Regions from separate parts of the Rattus norvegicus genome. Here region 1 is linked to region 2. Evidence: chromatin contacts called from public Hi-C data. All regions are on one chromosome and are shown on one strand. Each heading gives the region's core, a stretch centred on a gene start, on an enhancer-like site or on the middle of the called end of the contact. The rest is flanking DNA. Distances are from core to core; before and after follow the strand shown.

What was found. Hi-C and Micro-C count contacts between places; a contact is called where the count stands out from the background.
Region 1: a Hi-C map of hepatocytes shows a contact between it and region 2, with 2.1 times the contacts expected there. The contact joins the promoter of Cdo1 here to the promoter of Fem1c in region 2. A contact is called at or near these places in 5 of 12 Hi-C or Micro-C datasets (frontal cortex, hepatocytes, kidney and 1 more).

What each region holds. Positions count from the first base shown.
Region 1 is chr18:41,632,442-41,635,141 of GRCr8, reverse strand. Cdo1 (cysteine dioxygenase type 1) reads left to right here and starts at 1,423. Exons shown (of 5, transcript NM_052809.2): 1 at 1,423-1,781. The coding sequence starts at 1,612.
Region 2 is chr18:41,443,931-41,446,630 of GRCr8, reverse strand. Fem1c (fem-1 homolog C) reads left to right here and starts at 1,331. Exons shown (of 3, transcript NM_001106932.1): 1 at 1,331-1,685; 2 at 2,435-2,700. The coding sequence starts at 2,618.

The sequences.
Region 1 (2,700 bases), core at 174-2,673, 190 kb before region 2:
ATAACATTTTAGACTAATAGTCCAAATAGCAAGTAAAATGGGCTCAAAGACATTGGCAAGAGTAAGTTTTGAGTGACAAATTAAAACTACATGTTTACTTGATCCCCGATACTTTACTAACCACCTTCCAGAACACTCCACAAAGGTGTTTGGTATGTGTTTTGTTTGCTTTGGTTTTTCTTTTTGTTTGTTTGTTTGTTCTGTTGTTAGCTTGTTAGGGCTGTGAGACATGGCCCAGCCTGTCCACAAACAGCCATTGGGCCTCCTCCCAAGTGCCATGGTTTTCCTTAATGACATATAAGGTATGATAACATTAAGCAGAGGTGTTCCAAAGTAAAACCATGCAACCCAAATAAATGTCATGTTATATGTCTGAAGTAATGGGGGCAGGGGGTATAGAAGTCTACACCTTTAATAACCCAAATCATTATTTATAATGGGATGAAGGAACTTTGAGTTGTGTCAGGGTTTTATTTTTCATCCATACGTAATCTGTGCTGTTTCCAGAGCATGCTAAGTGCCAGGATATAGAACTGTTTTCTATGTGTATGTTCCTTGAATTGAAGTCATATAATTAGAATCTTCTAAATGACTGCACAGTGGCAAACACTAACACCACCCAAGTCCAGCTGCACCAAAATGCCTATTCTCACCTCTCTTAGCACCTTCAGCTCATTACAGAGGATATATTTTACCAAGCAGTGTTTAAAAGCAAAGCACCTGGAATGTGTTCTTACTAGAAACTCAAGTATTCTTTGTTAAAATTAATTCAATACACTACTGTACAATTTAAATTGAAGAAGAAGAAGAGAAAAAGGAAGAAAGAAACACCCTCGGAAGGCAGAAGCGGGCGGATCTCTTGAGTTTAAGGCCTGCCTGGTCTATACTATCAGCCAGCCAGCCAGCCAGAGCTACAAAGTGACTTTCAAAGATTAATTTTCTACAAGCCTGGGGCACATATGTGGACCATTTAGGGTCACAGAACAGTCACTCTGGCCTGGGAATGGATCCCATTGTTGATTTTTCCCAAGCATCTTAGCTGCATTTGGAAGATGGGCTCCTTTTCCTCAGCATCACCCACAGAGATCTAAAACACACAGACTATTGAAAGCCAAGCCGGGGAGGTGGGGTCGGAATGGGATGGGCGTCCAAAATCCGCCGCTAAGGAAGGGGGGAGAAATTGCCCGAGGCTCACCGCAAGTATGAGGCAAGGGCAACAGTGGGGCTTCTGAGGGTTGGCGCGTACACACAGTGCTGTGCCAGGGCCCTCCCTCTGGCTCTCTCCACCTCTGGCCCCTTTCTCGGGTCTCTCCCCGCCTCACTCCACCCCCTTAAGGCGGTTGGTACGTTCTAGATGGCTCCAAGAGCTTAAAAAGGGCCCGGGAGGGCGGATTCCTCAGATTTGGTCTTGACTGATCAGTCGAGGGTTTAGGCTGGTCTCCGGTGACCTCCTAGTCCTAAATCTTGATACCCTTGCAAGAGCTTTGAGCGTGTGGGGTCCCGGGCGTTCGGGGTCCCGGGTGTGTGCGGTTTGTATAGCCTGAAGCCGGGGTCCTCCGCGCTCGCGTCCTCCGCAGCTGGACTGAAGAGACGCGTCCCAGCCCTGCGGGGATGGAACGGACCGAGCTGCTGAAGCCCCGGACCCTGGCCGACCTCATCCGAATCTTGCATGAGCTCTTCGCCGGGGACGAAGTCAATGTGGAGGAGGTGCAGGCTGTGCTGGAAGCCTACGAGAGCAATCCTGCCGAGTGGGCTTTGTATGCCAAATTCGATCAATACAGGTGAGCGTGCTCGGGCTAGGTCCCCTCCGTTGAAAACAAGCCCCCATCCGACTCCCTCACAGCTCTCAGGTTTTTAGCTCTCTGTCTCTCGCGAAACCCCGCCACCGCGGCCCCCACCTGACACAGAGACACCCTACCTCGGCAGCCGCCGCTGGCACTGCATTAAGGGGACCCCTTCACCACCTGGCACGTTAGAGCTCCGGCGGGGCAGCCTCCTGGAACATACTGCAGAAGGTCAGAGGACTCTCCAGGAGATCACCTACCAAACATTCAGAAAAGGGTAGTGGTGAGAGACACAACCCTAAGTCAGTCCTTCACCATCAACCCTGGAATGCTTTAATATAAAACAGCGCTCGGGTTTTGCCAGCTGTTCCTACCCAGTTCTTCCAAGGCACTTTCACCGCCCCAATGGGGTTGATTCAACCGCTGTCAGGTTTTGCAAAATGGGCACACCCTGGCTTTTGCAGCCCCCAAGCCTTTGGCCCTCTCATGCCCTTGTTTTCCGGAATCCGGAAGGGAAAACTAAAGACCGACTGCTACTATCTGGACTTGCTTGAATGAGCTGTTTGGTAGACTGGGACCTTTGAAGCCTTGACTTGGGGATTAAGTCAGAATGAAGAATAAATGTCAGCCCTCTGGGGCCAGAGGAAAATGTAGTCACCTGGAGGTCGAGAGGTTGTGTGTGGAAGAAAGAGCAAGCTCAGTGCTTGTGCTTGATAGGCAGACTAGCAGGAGGAAACTGGCTGAAATGACAGATGGAGCTTTTCCTTGAAAATCGTCTCTCCTTAACACGTAACATATACAATGCAGTTTTGTCAGAAAGGACCATGTCAACTGTATTTTGGGACTTGTGAGTAGTAAAAACTAAGGACAAATAAGGGGGTGTTTGGGAAGTAAGCTTAAGCAATTTCCTTTGATT
Region 2 (2,700 bases), core at 82-2,581:
CCTCTTCCCCTCCCTCCCTCTCACCAACCTGTTTTCTAGTGGCTGTGCTCAGTATAGAACCTTCCAGATGCCTCTGGCTGTGCTCTCCCTAACCATTCCCTAGGAGTGGTCATGTCCTCATTTTCATTCATGTACATGTATCAAAAATGTCAAAAAGGTAAAAAAAAAAAAGCGTGAAAGCATGAGAAATGTTTAGAATATGACAACGGAAAAAAGCAAAGTGTGCATTTCTAGGAAAATCATGATTGATCATGCAAAGACACATAATCTTCTGGGTAACATAGGTGACTATGTAAAGAACTAGGTTGACTATTTTTTAAAGATTTTTTAGTTTTGCTTAGTTTCTTGCGATGAAGTTTACCTTGATGATGAAGTTCAGTCTACCTACTCTGGTATTTTCTCTTTCCCAGTGGTACTAAGGAATTGTGTGGGTTTAAGGTCTGGCCAAACAGTGCTGAAGAGGTTCACAAGACACTTCTCAACCTAGTTTAATACTATAGACACCAGATTTTAACCTCATTAATTCTATAAGCTTATTTTCTCCTGTGTGCAACTGTTATTTTGTTTCCTGCACTCAGGCTTTTTAGCTTTCTTTCATTTTTTTAGTTTTTAATAATCTAATTTTTATTGACATAATTGACTTTCACCAGTCTTCTTATATAGTATTCATGTCTTGCAGCGGCCGTTAATAAAAAATAACGTTTGGCAAGCTCCAACCCGAGTTTCATTTTCTTAATTGTTTGTCTGGAGTGTCTGTCAGGGCAAGCTCGGTCTAACCTCATCCATGGAATAATAGAAGGAATGAGTGCGAGGTTGTTCTGGTGAGGGATCGTTAAGATTGGGCGCTCCCGAGGTCACCCGAGAGCGCTGAGGAGAAACGAGAAAAGACTGAGTGCACGAGATTCCCACAACTTCACAGTCAGGAAGCCCACCTAGAAGGTAGAAGACGCGACCCTCCCCTACCCGTAGCACGCAGGAGCGTTCTCCTCTCCCGCCTTCCTCTCCATGTGGGATGGCCCGCCTCTTCCGCGTCACGCAGGCGCATTCTACTTGGCGCTCTCTAGGCGCCCCAGACTTTCAGGATGCCCGCCCCCTCGATACCACGCATGCGCGTCTTTTGGGTAGCCCTTTTAGGCTCCACCCCCTCCCAAGGAACTCCGCCCTTTCCGTAGCACGCAGGCGCATTTCCCAGGGCGCTCTCTCAGGCCCCCGCCTCTACCTACGGCGCCCCGCCTCCCCCTTAGTACGCAGGCGCATCTTTCTGGAGCGCGCGCAAGGTCCGCCCCCCTCCCCGCCACCCCACCCCCGCCGCCCTGCCCTGCCCCGCCCCTAGGCGGTTGCTGGCGGCAGCCGCCGCCCTCCCTCGACCCAATGGCGCGGCTGCGGCGTCAGTAATGTGAAGCAGTGAACTGGCTTGTCCGGCCCCCGGGCCTGCAGCCCATTACACCATCCGCCGCGGCAGCTGCTGCAACGCGAACGGCCTGGGAGGGAGGGTGCAGACAGCTCCGCGGGGCGGGGCAGAGCGAGCAGCGCGGCCGGATTCATTCCTGTGGGGCGCGGGGCATGGAGGAGCTGTGCGGCTGCAGGCGGAGTAGGGCATCCCGGGCGACGGGGACAACGGTTTATATTTGAAGGGGCGGCCGGAACCGGAGCAACCGACGGCGGGAGGACCAGCCCCGGGGCAGGTAGTGATGGCTGTGGCCTGGGGCCCGGTGGGGAGGCCTGGGCGGGAGGAGGGCGTCCGGGCAGATGGCGGCCGGCGGGGTCGTGTGGGCCGCGGGACCCAGGGCAGGCGGGCGGCTGGAAGGGGTGGAGGCGAAGGCGACGGAGGGCGGTTGTGGCCGCGGAGCACGGGGCGGCTGGGGAAGTTAAAGGCTCGAAGGCGGCCGGATTTCCTGAGCGCCTCGCATAGTTTGAAGGGAAGAAAGCCTTTCCGGCGAGGTCTTAGCGTGAGCAGGCCGAGAGTTGGTGCGTCTGACCTTTTTGTTCCTTGTCGAAACCCATCCTGGCCACAATGAGGCCTTCCAGCCTCGCGCCCTTGGCGAGTGCTCTGCAGATGCAAGAAAGAAACATTTCTGAACCCGCCGCGTCTCCTGCCCCTTTCGGTTACTCGCTGGGCGTGTGCAAGGCAAAACCAGAACAAAGCTGGGCTGGCTAGAGCCAAGCACGAGGAAACCAATTACCTGTAGTGTTTCATTTTCCGCACTTTGGGAGGAACTGCCTCCTTTCGAAACATTATGGTCTCCGCGTGAACCCTTTTGTATTTTCTTGAGCACCTCTTTTGGAGGAAGAGGGGGAATCGTTCCTAGTACGGTATTTCCCCCTCCCCCTCTACAAGATTAGAAAATAGGGAAGCCCAAATCGTGTTTTTGCCTTTACGTGTATGGAAAATCCTAAAACTATTGTTTTTTTTTTTCCTCCTTAAATTCTCTAGTTTGGTGTTCTGCTTCTCCGATGTTGGAATGCGATAGGACAGAACATACTCTCTGGGTTTTATATCCGTTCTGGGTCTCAGTGACTAACATTGAACTTTGGCTCCTGTTACTTGCCTGCGTGGAGAGTTAAGCTGGAGCTTTGCTTTGAAGGATAAATAAAGCTTAGCCTCGACTGGACATAAATGGATCTAAAGACAGCGGTGTTCAACGCAGCGCGCGATGGCAAACTCCGACTCCTCACCAAGTTGCTGGCAAGCAAATCTAA